Linked DNA regions of Mus musculus: region 2 is linked to region 1. A link is a contact called in public HiChIP or PLAC-seq data. All regions are on one chromosome and are shown on one strand. The core of a region is the stretch at or near the end of the contact, and the rest is flanking DNA. Distances in the headings are between cores, read along the strand shown. Region 1 has its middle 23 kb from the start of D6Ertd527e. Region 2 has its middle 14 kb from the start of Gm34222.

What was found. HiChIP or PLAC-seq counts read pairs in DNA pulled down with a chosen protein or histone mark.
Region 2: a contact with region 1 is called in a FOXA1 HiChIP or PLAC-seq map of pancreatic cancer cells. The contact joins two enhancer-like sites. A contact is called at or near these places in 1 of 115 datasets of contacts at active chromatin or transcription factors (pancreatic cancer cells) and 1 of 9 other capture datasets (embryonic stem cells).

What each region holds. Positions count from the first base shown.
Region 1 is chr6:87,123,772-87,131,140 of GRCm38.p6, forward strand. No RefSeq gene overlaps it. Among named protein-coding and RNA genes, the nearest start is that of D6Ertd527e, 23 kb to the left of the region's middle. Within about 2 kb of position 3,465, at least 35 of the 459 cell types and tissues checked have an H3K27ac peak or open chromatin away from gene starts, as enhancers often do. A contact at or near this core is called in pancreatic cancer cells, where this site is marked.
Region 2 is chr6:87,564,258-87,571,626 of GRCm38.p6, forward strand. No RefSeq gene overlaps it. Among named protein-coding and RNA genes, the nearest start is that of Gm34222, 14 kb to the right of the region's middle. Within about 2 kb of position 3,609, at least 36 of the 459 cell types and tissues checked have an H3K27ac peak or open chromatin away from gene starts, as enhancers often do. A contact at or near this core is called in pancreatic cancer cells, where this site is marked.

The DNA.
Region 1 (7,369 bases), core at 2,215-4,714:
CTGAGGACAGCATCGTTTACATTTGCAAATTGTTACAATCTTCAAATGTCCTTTTCAAATGTCCTTTTCAAACACGTTGTCCAGAATTGTAGGATGCCTGGGATTTTTTTTTTTTTTTCAACGATTGAAACGTCTCTGCCCTGGGAGCACCTTCATCGATGGTCACTTGGTGTGCATGTGACTACTAGTGAAACCTAAGGGCTGACTTTAAAGTGTACATATTTAAATTAGAATAGACACAGGTGGCTAGTGAGGGTGTCTTGGATAACACTGGTCTGAAGGCGTGTTACCAGTGTCTGCTGCCAGAATTTCCAGCCTGACATCAGATTAGTTCACATTAAACTCTCTGCTCTTTTGTTCCAAGCACAAAGTAGATATTGCGACGGGAACAGCCTGGACCATTGTTTGCTCCAGGCAGTGTCACATGGGGACTGCTCTTCCTGAATCTTCTGCTGGGCTGTGGCCTGTAGTCAGCAAGGCTGTTTGATTCTGTAGGTGTTGAGTACCAGTATAGTTGGCGCAGCTGTCTATACCCCATTGTTGCCCTAGGCTCCCACCTTCCTTACTTGGCCCACACCTTAAACCCTTGGCTTTTTCTATTCTAATTCTTTAACTCAGCTGCCCTGGGCAAGCCACACACGTGGCTGCTCCACTTTCCCCATCCTGTTAGTATCTGCATCTCTGTAGCCACAGTCACATCCATACCCATGCCTACAGCTCCGAGAACATGTGTGGACCCCTCGTACAGGTGTATTCTCCCCCCTGACTCCACAACAGAGGTAAAAACAATAAAATCACTAGGAATGCAGTGCTATTATTGAATCTATAGACCTGGCCTCTATAGACTGGCGTATGCCTCACCAACTGCTCCATTTTGCTCTTCACAGTGTCATAGAGTACCCTCCTCTTTCCCACCACAACACTTAGGATTTTGACTGTGTGTTTGGAATCACAGGCTGCTCTTCTTAGCAAGTCGGAGTTTTGATGAGGACAGTGTTCATACGTGGAGAAAGTGTTATGCTGGATGGTTTCTCTTTGACTTGACACAGACAGAACCTCAATTAAAGAAATGCCTCTATAGGATTGGGCTGCAGTCAGGCCTGGAGGGCATTTCCTTAATTAGTGCTAGATAGGGGAGGGTCCAGCCCATCTGGGTGGTGCTGTCCTTGGGCTGGTGGCCTTGGATTCTATAGGAAAGCAGGCTGAGCAAGCCACGATGAGCAAGCAGCACCCTGCTATGGCCTCTGCATCAGCTCCTGCCTCCTAGTTCCTGCCCTGCTTGAGTTCCTGTCCTGACTCCTCCTGGGGATGAACAGTGATGTAGATCTATGAGCCTAACAAACCCTCTCCTCCCTGAGTTGCTTTGGTCATGGTGTTTCGTCACAGCAATAGGAACCCTAGACAATGAACGAATGGGGTAGTATGGGACACAGTCAAGACAATGAGAAAATTCTTTACGGGTTCAGTTGAAACGCACACTGCCCTGATGCTGCTGTTTAACCACTTCTCAAGTCATTCAGCTTCTGCCATATTTTCTCAATGTCTGTCTGTCTGTCTGCCTTTGCCTTCTCCTCTCCTCCCTCAGCTCAGAGGTTCTGAGTGAAGCCATGCTTTGTCTAGCGTGTGGAATAACATGGCACTCAAAGGCTTCACTCAAAGTATAAATTGGTACAGAATCTGGAAAAAAATAGTCAACATTGGCTGACGTTGAAGCGTGTGCATCTTACGACCTTGCAATTCGATTCTTTGGAACATCCACAGCTGCTGGGTTGTGTAATGTGGTAGCTGCGGGCCACATGTGGTGCTTGAGTCTGTGAAGTGCATCTATCCAGCACTGAGACACTGTAACATAAAGCACCCGGCAGGCTTTGAAGATTTAATAGAAAATAATTAAACGACCACTTTTAAATTTATTTCAAAAATATTGATTATGTACTGACTCAAGTAAACCAATTTTACTATGGTTTTAGTTTTTCGAACGTTGGTTTGTAATTCAAGTTAGGTTGTTCGTAATGAACAACAAAGGGAAAGAGATGGGCAGCACACGCACAGGGGACCTCGCTGATGCAGGGGAGTTCCAGAGCTAGGAGTCTTTCGGAACATTCCGAAATTGAGGCAAGGGGGAGGTCTTTGCGCCACTCTACCCGGCTAGGCTGTGGTTTTGTCCGACTTACTGGAAGGGAGTGTAACTAAGGAGCTCTCTGTGGCAGGAACTCAGCCAGGAGCCATTCATTAGTGGTGATAGTCCCAGCAGCTTGGGCACAAGGTTCTAGCCTTGTAGAGGGGTTCGGAGCAGAGAGCAGCCTTTGGTGTCATGCTGTCAGAGCGGAGTATTCTATCCTGCTGGTTCTAATTTGTCTCATTTCCTGGGAACTTACATGAGCTGTAACTAACTGGTGAACTGCATTAAGCTGTTGTTACTGTAGCTGATACTGAGGCTTGAGGTGGATCCTGGTCACCTCCATCTTCTGCTAGCTTCTCACTTTCAGCCAGCATCCCTGACTTGTCTGGATAGCAGTCAGATGGACCAATCAGATCCTTATCCCTGTAGGGTCTGAGGTTGGGTGGCCTTTCTTGTCCATTTGTTATAAACCTGGAGCTCCGAGGAACTGGGATGGGTCCCATGAGGCCCCCGTGTTGAACCTGCTCCACTGTTTCCTGGTACTTGGTAGCAGTACCCCACAGGCGCTCCAGTGTTTGGACTTAGGATTTACCACAGCCTTTTCAGCGTCTCAGGCTTTTCTCCCTGACCCCAGAGCTCTACTTTTGGGTTCCCTGCCTCTGAAACTCCACTGTGTCTGTCATACTATGATGTCTTCAGACTGATGGATTTTTTTGGTCACCATAGATAGTCATGTAAGCAGAGACCTTAAGCCCCTGACCTATCTGCATCTATAGAGATATCTCTATAGATGCAGATATGCATGCACGTGGACTCTGTCCTTCTGGAGAATTCTAGGATGCAGGGCTGAGGGTTGGGGGAGGGGAAGAGGGTTTAATAGGTGAATCATTTAGGTGCTTAGGACAATGCCTCGATTCCATCTGCCACTATGTGGCTCCTGGCGGATGCATATACACAACAGAGCATTGGTGTTCCACAGAACTGTAGAAAGCGGGGCAGACTCTGTGGACATTAGTATCTGGTAAGGCATCAAAAGCAAGTTCAGGATAATAGACACACCAGGCTCATGGGGCTGTTAACAGCAGGGCCAGTTGAGGCGAGGTCAGGCGCCGCTCTCTCTGTTTTCTTAATCTTCTGTATATCAGCAAATGTTCAGAATTAAGTTTAGTTAATTAAAAGAGAAACAGAGAGCAAGTGAGCATTAATGTCCACAAGCAGTCACATGACTGAACTTAACAGCAGCCGAAGAGAGGGTCCTTTCTGGCAGGTGTGCACATGTACATGCTCGTACAGCAGCTGGACTCCTGACTGAGGCAGACATGCTGCGTGCTCCACCCGTTATGGGATAGCAGAGATCCGGTCCCGTGACAGGATGCTAAGTAAACAAATGAGGTAAAAATAGAGCTGGCTCTTCTAATGAAGGCCAGGGCTGGCATTCCCTGCTGCTGTCCTACTCTGCATTCCTTGCATTTGTTTTTATTTTTCTTTCCAAGTGAAAAGCAGAAAGGGACTTTGACCCAGTTGACATGGAGTGTATGTATGTACACATTGAGAAGTGACCCAGAGAGGACAGAGTGAATGAGCTGTCAGAAGGAGCCATCCAATACCACCTAGGGAGAGCCCACACTGGGGAATACTTGAATATTTGCTTGAAGGGCATGGGGAAGTGGAACTGAGATCTTAATTACTGGTGTGTGCTCTCCCCCTCTCCTCTCCCCACACCGCTCTCCCCTCCCCCTTGCTTCCCCACTCTCTGTGCATCCACAGTTGTGTATCTGTGTGTAGAGAGCGCAGGTTATAGGTGTCTTCCCTGGTCACTCTCCACCTTATTTTAAAAATTACACTATTACTTACAGGTGTGTGGGTGTGCACAGCACAGCCTCTGCGCAAAAGCTGGAGGACAACCGCTTTCTTTCAGGAGTCATTTTGTTTCCTCCACTCTGTGAGTCCCAGGGATCGAACTCAGACTGTCTGGGTTGGTGGCAAGTGCCTTCACACTGAGCAACATCACTGGCTCACCCATGTTATCTTTGAGACAACGTCTCTTATTGATCCCACATTCATCAGTTCAGCTAACCAGGCTGGCTGTGACCTTTGACCTCCACTTCTCCAGATCCTGGATTAAATCCTGGGTCCAGATTTTATGTGGGGGCTGGGAATTCTAACTCAAGGCTCCATGCTTACATGAGAAGTACTTTCTGGCTGCTTGTTTGCTTTTATGTTTGTTTTTTCTTGAGACAGAGTCTCACTATGTTGCCCTGGCTAGCCAGAACCAGGAACTTGCAGAGATTCCCCTGCCTCTGCTGAGACCAAAAGCAAATGCCACCATACCTGGTGACCTAAGTTCCTCAAAGGAAATCCTATCCAAGACGTAGTTTTCATATCTATTGCTAGTTTTCTTGAATGCTTGGGAATGAGATTCCTTGGAAACGAGGTTCCTTGTTTACATTTATCTGCACAACCGACATTGGTTGGCTGGTAACTCTGTGACCCGCAGTGCGTGTATGGATTATTGGTGACTGGGATGCACTGATGGTCTACAACTGAGGGACACAGAGCAGCAGCAGGACCCTGCCTCCTCTGAAATCCCATTTTCAGCCACAAACAGGGCAATTCTTCTTTCCCCTTTCTTGCTCAGCCTGCCTGTTTGGCAAGATGGTGAGACCCTGCATCAACAGGCTGGTTGGCCAATGGACACAGTTATTGTTAATGAGAAGAAAACTTCTTTTGCAGTAGAGTGAAAACATCTGGAATTCCCCATACAACAGAGATGGTGGTCCACTTTATCTCTAATCCCCATGTGATCATAGCACGGACCCAGATGGAAACAGCCCTAGTCATGGCTGAGAATAGCTCCTTGTACCAATGCATGTCTGGAGGGAAGAAGACAATCTAGGGGTCAGGATTAGGAAGAATTGTTTGAAGTGAGAAAGAAATCTTGCTGGAGAGATAACTGTGGCTTGTACCATTCCTCTGCAAGGAAATTTCTCCATTGGATGCCTGGAATCCATAGACTTTGCAGTCACTGGGAACCTGGGAATGGAACCCAGTGGAGCCCAGGCAGAAGCCAGTCTCCAGACAATGGATCCTGGAATGGTTTTGTTTTTGGAACACTCAGGATTTGCCTAAAATCCTACATGATAGCATGGCTGGAAAGATAAGACATCATTGACTTCAGTTTTCCTTTCTTTCTTTCTTTCTTTCTTTCTTTCTTTCTTTCTTTCTTTCTTCTCTTTCTTTCTTCTCTCTCTCTCTCTCTCTCTCTCTCTCTCTCTCTCTCTTTCTCTTTCTTAAGATTTTATTTCTAGGACATCTTTGTCGGATACGTGCCTGCAGGTATGTATGTGTGTGAAATATGCACTTGCCCAAGGATTCCAGGAGGGTGCATCGATTAGATTACCCCTGGCAATGGAGTTAGTGAGCTGCCTGGCATGGGTTTTGGAACAAAGCTCTGGTCCTCTGCAAGAGCAGGAAGCTACCACGCTAGTCCACAATCTTACGGAATTTATTGGTATCCTGCAAGCAAAACAAAGACTAAAGCTAGGCAAAAAGCCACAAACTGTGAACCCTGCAGAGGTGAGTGTCTCCTACAGAGAGGCGTGCCAATATGCTTGTATCTAAAAGACTGTGAAGCGGGGAGGTCGGGCTGTGGTTCTCTCAGGGTGGTGAATGGTTTGGGGCAGGCTGAAGCCTGGGTGGCTGACAGGTCCCTCATCTTAGGACTTTTATGAAGAAATCATGCTTTCTGCATTTGTGATATACACAGCTAACAGGTCCCATGCTTTAAAAATATCTTGCAAAAATGCAAATGGTTTCACGAGGGAAAAGGCCTTTCACGAGTTCGTCCCACTTTAATGTTTGAAGTTAATTCCCCTCTGAGGATGTGTTGGAAGTCCTGACTGCGTAGCTGATTGGACACCTTTCAAAAGAGCTTCTCCCCTGGCTGGCAAAGTTCTGTGGACTGCTGCCACCACTTTACCAGAACACCACGCAGTGGTACTTGAAACAGATGAAAAAGATGTTGCAATTTTGACTTCCAAGTATTAAAATAACATGTCCTACCAAGCAGAGAAGACAACACCTCTAATTCCGCAGCTACAGGAGCTGTGAGGGAGCGGGCGAGCTGGAAGGTCACGAGGGCTGGAAGCACAAAGTTCCTTAGATGTGGTTAGTTTGGGCGTGAGCTGGGTACCAATGCTTATGGAGCAATCATCAAAATAAAACCCAAGTACTTCATGTACACCAGCCCTGCCTGGCACACAGGGTAGCTTGAGTGATAAATGGCCCTCACGGGGCCATGTGTTTGAATACTTGGTGCCTAGCTGGTGGTACTGTTTGGGGAGTTTTAGAACCGCCAGCTTTGCTGGAGGAAGTATAACCCTGGGGGCCAGCTTTGAGGTTTTGTAGCCTGGCCCTACTTCCAGTTCCCACTGTTTACTGCCTGTGTGTAGATGCATCCGGGCTAGCCTCACAATACTGCCACCATGCCTTCCCCACGTGATAGACTGCATGGCCTATGGAACTGTGAGCCTAAAGAACCCCGTCTCCCCTAGGTGACTTTTTTGTCTGGGTAATTCTATCACGGCAACAGAAAATATAATATATATTTTATATTATAATGTATATATTATAGTATTCTATTTTTTAATACCCGAGTATGAATATTTCAAAAGGCAGTGTGCTGACTTTTTTTTTTAAATCAATTTGACACAAGCTATAGGGAATCTCAACTGAGAACATGCTTGCATAGATATGTCTGTAGGCAAGTCTGTGGGGCATTTGCTTGATTAATGATTGACTGGGAAGCCTCAGGCATAGGGTAGAAGAGCCACCCCTCCGCAGGTGGTTCTGGACAGTATGAGAAAGCACTATGATGAGGGGACACTTAGTAAGCCAGTAAAAATCATACACACACAGCAACCCCATGGCCTCTGTTTCAGTTCCTGCTTCTAGGTTCCTGCCCTGACTTCCTCTGATATGGAAGTTTAAAGTGAGATAAACCCGTTCCTCCCCAAGTTGCTTTCGGTCAGGGTGTTTCATCGCAGCAAATTAAACCTTAAGCAAGACGGATTTAACTGAAGGCAGAAGACGGGATTTAGTGGCGAGCACCCAAGGAACTCAAGCTCCTGTCCACAGTCAGCAGCGGGCCTACTGATGACATCTCTGCGTACTCAGCCCAGTGCACAGTGACACTCCTCAGAGCACTGGAAGTGATTTCAGGAGATAGTTGACAAGCCATGCAAGTAG
Region 2 (7,369 bases), core at 2,359-4,858, 440 kb after region 1:
ACTGCAGAGTCAAGGACCAAGGCCTTGGACCCACAGAGCAAAGCCTTTCCTTCAGATCAGGCTTAGAAGGATGCCAAAGCCTTTGTATGCAAAGGCTGATAATGTGGGCAAATGTAGCAGCCGCAGCTTCCTCCTCCTGGATGGAAGCATCCTGACGCTGCTGACCTACAGAGACCACCTACGGAGGCTACCTAAGCCTCCCCACTCTACTGTGCATGATTAAAGCACTGAAGTCCTACATTGTTTGTGCAGCTCCATCAGAGCACAGGGCCCGCCTGACTCCAGTGGTCTGGGCTTGTGTTGGTCATTTCTTCATGCCCTTGTCACCTCTAGCCTGCTCAAGTTCCAGCCACATGGATAGCAGTAGAAGTGCTTTTTGATTGAAGTGTTAACTAAGAATATCTACATAGCCCAAGGAGGAAGGGTGGGGTCTAGTCTCAAGGTGCCTCAGCAACAGTTGCTGGGGTGGAGTTCATATCCATGGAGAACTGATTCCTTGAAGTCACTGATACATCTGCAGTGGTGTTTGATTTTCTGGAGTGGAAATATCCATCATGTTGCTCAAGTGTCATGAATTTTTTTCTCTATTTATGGAAACTAGCTTATTAAAATAAGGTGTCTCTGTCAGGGGTTAGCTGCTATATGACATTTAGTCATTCTGCAGGTACAGCCAGCTGCTCTCCAGGTGAGGACTTTGGGGAAATGAAGAGTCGCGATCTCATGAGTTTCTGGGGCTCTAGGGCTCTTCTGCAAGAGTGAGGTCATGAGAAAAATATGTCCAATGTTATTCCACCAGGGCTCCCATGAGAAGGCTTTGAAAAGAGATTTGGTTGTAAATCAGAGAAACTTATCTCTTCTCTATGTTGTCTCCAACCAACTGTGTGGCTACCCTGGACACAGGCCTCCAATATGTAACAAAGGTCTATGCCCCCAGTTAGACATGTCATGTTGATACATGTGTCTCTGACCCTTTCTAAACCAACACGAATAACTGTTCTGCAACTTTTTTTTTAACAAAAGAATCAAGAAGGGAAAATTGGCAATAAAGTTTGGAAGTTGGAAACCAAATGGGCTTCACTGTCCAAGAAAGCTAAATCTCAGCAGTCGGTGTAGACAGCTGAGAAGTTGTGCTTGCACCATGGGATCCCCAGAGTGCCAAGATTCTGTTAAGCCCTGGATCTTTGGAAGTAGAGATGAGGTCGAAAACTGGAAGATGGATAACGCCTGAAGAAACAAAGAATTATTGATTCCAGATTCCCCCATCTCTAACGAGCTAGATGCCTGTTCTGACCTTCTTGTGAGAAAACTAGAAGGTTGGTTTTTGGAAATGATTAAGCCAAAGATTCTCCATCTGGGCCACAAACATCTAATGAGGGGAATATCACCATAAAACAGGGGATCACATGAAAGCTCTTGAGCTAAAGGCTGAGAAAGCAGAGGGGAGAGTGGAAAGCCTTCTGTGTGCAGGTGGCCAGCATAGGTGAGAGCACTGAAGGAGGATGCAAGCCTCAGAATGCAGCCCAGCTGAGGACCCTAGAGCCACACCCACAGCGTAGCTGCCTCCAAGATAGCATTGAGAAGCCCTTTCTTACGAATGAGCAAAGATGAAGAAGTCCCAGCATTTCAGAAAAGCATGTACTGCCACAGACAGACCAAAGAAAACAGGAAAGATGAGCAAAATCACATTCTCTGTGCACACCTGGGACCAGATGCTGTGTGTGTGACTGTACAAGTGTTTACGGAACCAGTCCTCACAAACCGCTTAAGTTAAAGCTACTGAGGTAAGCAGGTATTTGTCGGCCTATTGGCTTGTCTGAGACAAGATCTCACTGTGTTGTACAGGTTGGCTTCTAATTCACAAGTCTCCTGCCTTAGCCTTCAGAGTGCTGGGATAATGGGACTAGACCACCATGCTTGCAGAAATTAGGCATGTTATTAATTCCATTGAGAAAGAAGAAGAAATTGTCTTACAGCCACTAAGGAACTTGCCTAAAGTCACATTATAAGCAAAGAAGCTGTTATTCTAACTAGGCAATCTGACTTGGAACCATTCAGCCTGTCTTTGGGCTACTATTGCTATGAACACCATGACCAAAAACAAGTTGGGGAGGAAAGGGTTTATTCAGCTTATACTTCCTCATCCACAGTCCATCACTGAAGGAAGTCAGGACAGAAACTCAATAGGAAAGGAAGCTGGAGGCAGGAGCTGATGTAGAGGCCATGGAGGAGTGTTGTTTATTGGCTTGCTCAGTCTGTTTTCTTATAGAGCCCAGGACCACCTGCCCAGGAGTGGCATCACCTCCAAAGTGCTGTGCCCTCCTCTACTGACCACTAATTAAGAAAATACTCTATAGGTTTACCTACAGCCCAGTCTTATGGAGGTACTTTCCAGATTAGGGTTCCCTCTCCTCAGATGACTGTAGCTTGTCTCAAGTTGACATAAAATTATTCAGCACACAGCCTAAAATATAGTGACCAATAGATTAAATAAATCATACTAGTTATCAATAAAGGCCACTAAGAGAACTTCAAAAAGTAATACTCTCTTGCATAAGCTAAAATAAGGGGCTATGTCTACGAAACAAGAAAAATGTTACAAGACTCAATACTTAGAGAAACCCCAGTCTCAGCAACCAAGGCTCCGGGAACGCCTGTGAAAAAAACAAAGGGATGAAGGTTTTCCAGAAATGGAGTCTGAGCTTCACACCTCCCCCTACCAGGTTGGTATCCAGCTTGGTACACTTTGCCCCCTCTCCCATGCCAACTCACTGTTCTAAGATCAGTGAACACATAACGCCAAACACCAATTCAGAACTACAGCAGCCCTCAGCTTCTGAAGAAAAAACCATTCTCTTTCCTGAGGCCTGTGAGGCTCTAGATGGTCAGGTATGGGACCTCTCAACCCATCTCTTCCTAGTTCCAGCCACAGAGTTCTGTGCTGTGCCTCACCTCAGTTCCTTGGTCCTCTGTGCTCTGCAAGCTCCAACACTGGGAAAGACTGCTAGAGGCTTTACAGGGCTGGCTTCTCCATCTTCATCTCTAAGAAACCCCTACTGCCCCTGAATCCAAACCACCCCCAATTCCTTTCTGCCTCATTCCTCCAATGGCCACATGCTGGCCCTTCACCCCACCCCTTCGTAACACACACACACACACACACACACACACACACACACACACACACACACACGTTAGAGATTTCTGTCTGTGCATGCTCTTCTTTGGGTTATTTGATTGCTGTAGAATTCATGGAGCTGCAGGAAGACAACAAACTTGCCTTATTCATTGCTGAATTTTGAGTATTCCCTAATATACAGCAAACACTAAACAGATATTTGTTAGACTATCGCTGGGTGGTAACCATAAAGACCATTTTCATAGAAACTCTAGATGTTCTAATCTGCAAAATAATAAAGTAGCAGTTTGTGTGAAGTGAAGGAAATTGGTTTCATAGTGTTTGTTCCGCCCACAGGCCCTGGAGTGACTGAGAGGGGATGATCTGGGCTCTCAAATCCCCACAACCCCACCCACCCACAGTTCCTTAAGCACTAGAGGGAGTAACACAGCACTGAGCTGTCTTGAATGTGTAAACAAATCCAAGGCTTGAAGTCGGCTAGAACATAACACCCACACCAGGACAACCCAGAGGGAGGGGCCTGCTCACCCACAAGAGCCACATCCAGGCCAGCAAAGTGAGTCCTGACCAAGGGCTTAGGGAAAACACTATGGAGGCAGCAAGGTCCCCAAGCAGGCCTACCTCTCCAAGTCCTGAGGACCACAGCTTGGAGCAGGGATGTTTTGAAACCATGTAAGAGGGTTTTCTGAGAAAAGCAATTTGACTGTGGCTCTTAAGGACTATCTCCGCTACAGAGAGGGATAAAGGAGAACAAGGAGAAACCCTGTGATAATCCAAATAACTCGTCTCGTCACGAATGATCACCTCACTCCCCAAAAATGCCTTGCCCCAGTGAGAGGCCTGTGTCCTCAGCACAACAGAGCAAGACTCGCCAGGGAGTCCAGCTGTTAGCCCAAAGCAGAGGGAGGCTAAATGAGGAGCAGCAAACCTATCCGTCAAGTCTGGAAGTGGAGCTGAAGTTGGGGAAATTTAACCTCTCAGAGCTATCCCAAAGCAACAGGCCTGAGGGAGTTCTGTCCTCAGAGCTGGAGGTCAGAAGTCCAGAGCCACCACACTGCAGCACAGTAGAGTGGGCCACGCCTTCTGAAGGCTGTGCAGGGAGAGCAGTTGGCCTGATGTCTTGAGCATCCAGTGCCTTGTGTGTGATGCCTTTCCCAGGGTCAAAGCTCATCCCTCCAACCTCTGATTCCAGACTCACATCACAACCACCTAAAATCACACATAGCTCACCTTCCATTTGCAAGGGGGTGTCTGATGCTCATTGGGTAAACGTCCCTATCTAGACTCCATGATAGCTAATGCAATTGTACTGGCCACGTGAGGCAGCATTCACAGGTCCCTGGAATTTAGAACTAAATATCCCAGGGCCAGGGTTTTACCCATCACAAGGTAAAGAGTAATGTGGTGTGTGTGTGTGTGTGTGTGTGTATACACGTGCACATGAATAGAATACTCTCATGAAGAAGGTATCAGTGTCTGACTGCTGATTCTTCAGACCAAATGGATGTGTATTTCTCAGGGCAATCCTCTCTTCTTAGTCAGACTGGGTGCTTACATGGACTGTAAAAAATATAGAAGACAATAGATGTTAATATTTAGTAGATATTTGTATATACATCCGCCCAAACATTAACTAAAAGTTCACATTATCAAGGTCATGCACTAGGGTCAGTTCCTCCTTAATTCATGTCCTGAGGGGTTTTATGTGCTCCACTGGTAAAGGATGGACAATTCTCAGATTTGAAAAACTTCAGTAACGTGCTGTGGATGAGGAAAAGATGAGGTACCCTGCCAAGCACAGCGTGTGTGACCCGATCCTAGAGGAAGCAGACACAAGGTGGCTCTAGAGGAAGAGCCTCCTGTGAAGGACCACAACCCACAGGCTGCTGCTTGTCAGAAGCAGTGGGTGAAGGCCAAGCACTCATTTCTCAGAAACCTCAGTAACTCATGAAATGTGGATGGGGTGTCCCACCTTCCTGTTCCACTATGGACCTGTGAGAGTTAAGTACATGTGATAGCAATCAATGCCTGCTCATTTTTGAGGTTAATACAGGATGATAGTGATATGCCTGCACGGTTTTGTGATGTGTAAGACTTGTTATCATGTGTACAATGAATGCTTCCTTTACCATTTATCTGAACATATAATGCTCTTCTTGTAGCCTCTTTTAACCTGGAGTGAGGTTTGTTCTGCAAACTTCCAGTTTGAAGGCCTTTAGACTTTTTTTTTCTCTTGATGATTACAAAAGTACAGAGTGTCACTGAAAGGCAAATGGTTGTTCTTATTCAGAGGTTCTAGAAGTTTCTGTGTATGTCCACATGAGATGACCTTTATTGTTCCTTATTTCTCCTCTGCTATTCATAAACAAAATGTACTTTTTGGGTCACTTTAAATTTATTGATGTTCAAGCTGTTCTTGTTAGAAGTCCATGGGAGACTTTTCTGGGCCACTTCCTAAATTAAAAAGCCAGAAAACCACACACATACACTTCTCACACTGAAAACTGTTCTGATGCTGGGGTTCTACAAGCCGTCTCTGTGGGTTAGTGGCGTAAAGCATCTCAGAGAGCCACTGTGAGAACAGTATCTAGAATCCAAAGAGCTCTCACTCAGTGGCCAGCTTGCGTCGTTTCTGGTATCTGGTGTGTGGAAGCTTACAATACAATTACATCAATCCTCCCTTCTTCAGAGCTTAGAGATGGAGGGAAACTCCAGGAAAAACAGTGCTTTTGCTGAATTCACATCAGGGAGGAATCCACAGCCTCAGCCACTCTTCTGAGTATTACTAGACAACGGATGAAGGAGGAAGAAACAAAAGACCAGGCAGGGGGCACTCCATTCCCACAATACTCATCCTTCCAAACACTGTCTTTTTACGTACAAAAGGGAAGACATCTTAGGCTCTTGCAGAAACTATTGCTTGCTGATGTCACACCCTGGAGCCACACACGCCTGGTTTTCACCTGTTAGCTGATGCCCTCTCTAGACCAGCCGACTTCTGGAACTCATTCCCACTGCTCAAGAGCACTGTGTTTGTGGAGCGTGCATACAGTATGCAAAGACACTTAGATAAACTGAGCCACTGTAGCAGCATAGTGTTATGGTCCAAGTTGAATGCAAAATGGGGCATTTAGGGAATTTTAAAGAAAGAAAATCTCACTGAGGATAATGGTAAGGAAGATCTTGAGTTCAAAGCCAACTTAGGCTACAAGCATTGAAGGCCAAGCTGAGCTCTGCAGCAAGATCCTGTCTCAAAACATTAAAACTAAAAACAAACAAACAAAAGTAAAATGAAACTACACACACCCTATACACACATATATACATACCACACACACATACCACATACAACATAAACACACACACACACACATACACACAACATACACACATATATACATACAACATACACAGGCACACACATACAACATGAAAGGAAAGGAAAGAAAAACTTGCCTTTGATAAAAGTTGTACTTTGGTGTCTGATTTAAAATAAAAGTTTTCTCTATAGGCTTGCTAAAAATTAAACTGGATGTTAAGTGTATTAATAATTGGAAATTATACCCAAATTTAATACACTGTAATTACAATGACATCTATTAGACAGAAACAAGTTGAACATGTCCTACGTACTATGTACCAAAGTGATTAGGATAAAATCCATCCTTATATTCTTATAGGAAACCTAGCAAATATCCAAGAACCAAAAAATGGATTTATCACAAGAGACGAACAAACAGCTGGAGTGCAGATTCATCTTATTATTGCATTTGCTTATGATGCCACCTCTGCTTAGAGTCCTCCTCCTCATTTCTTAATGTACTTAACTTATTTAATCACATAATAAAAAAGAATCATGCACCTAGCATCCTTGTGACATTGACAAAAGAAGATAGGATTTCCAATCTGCATTATCCTTCATTGCTGAACAAACAACTCCTCTTGGACTGGGCTTCCTCAACAGTATCTTGGGCAATTCCAGCTTTCTCTATATTTACTGAGTATGGTGAAGTTGGGGAATGAATACGTTTCTTGATTGAAAACTCCTATAAAGTTCAGGGATTGCACAAACCACAAGAGAATTCCATCATTTCCTTTAAATTGGAAACTTAACTTACATCTTCATTATTATGTTCTTAAATCTTTCAAATCCCTGTCACTCTCTGCTATGCATTATGTCCATTGTTATAGATGTACTTTTCTAAGAAAATAGAACATAGACTGTCAGGAGCC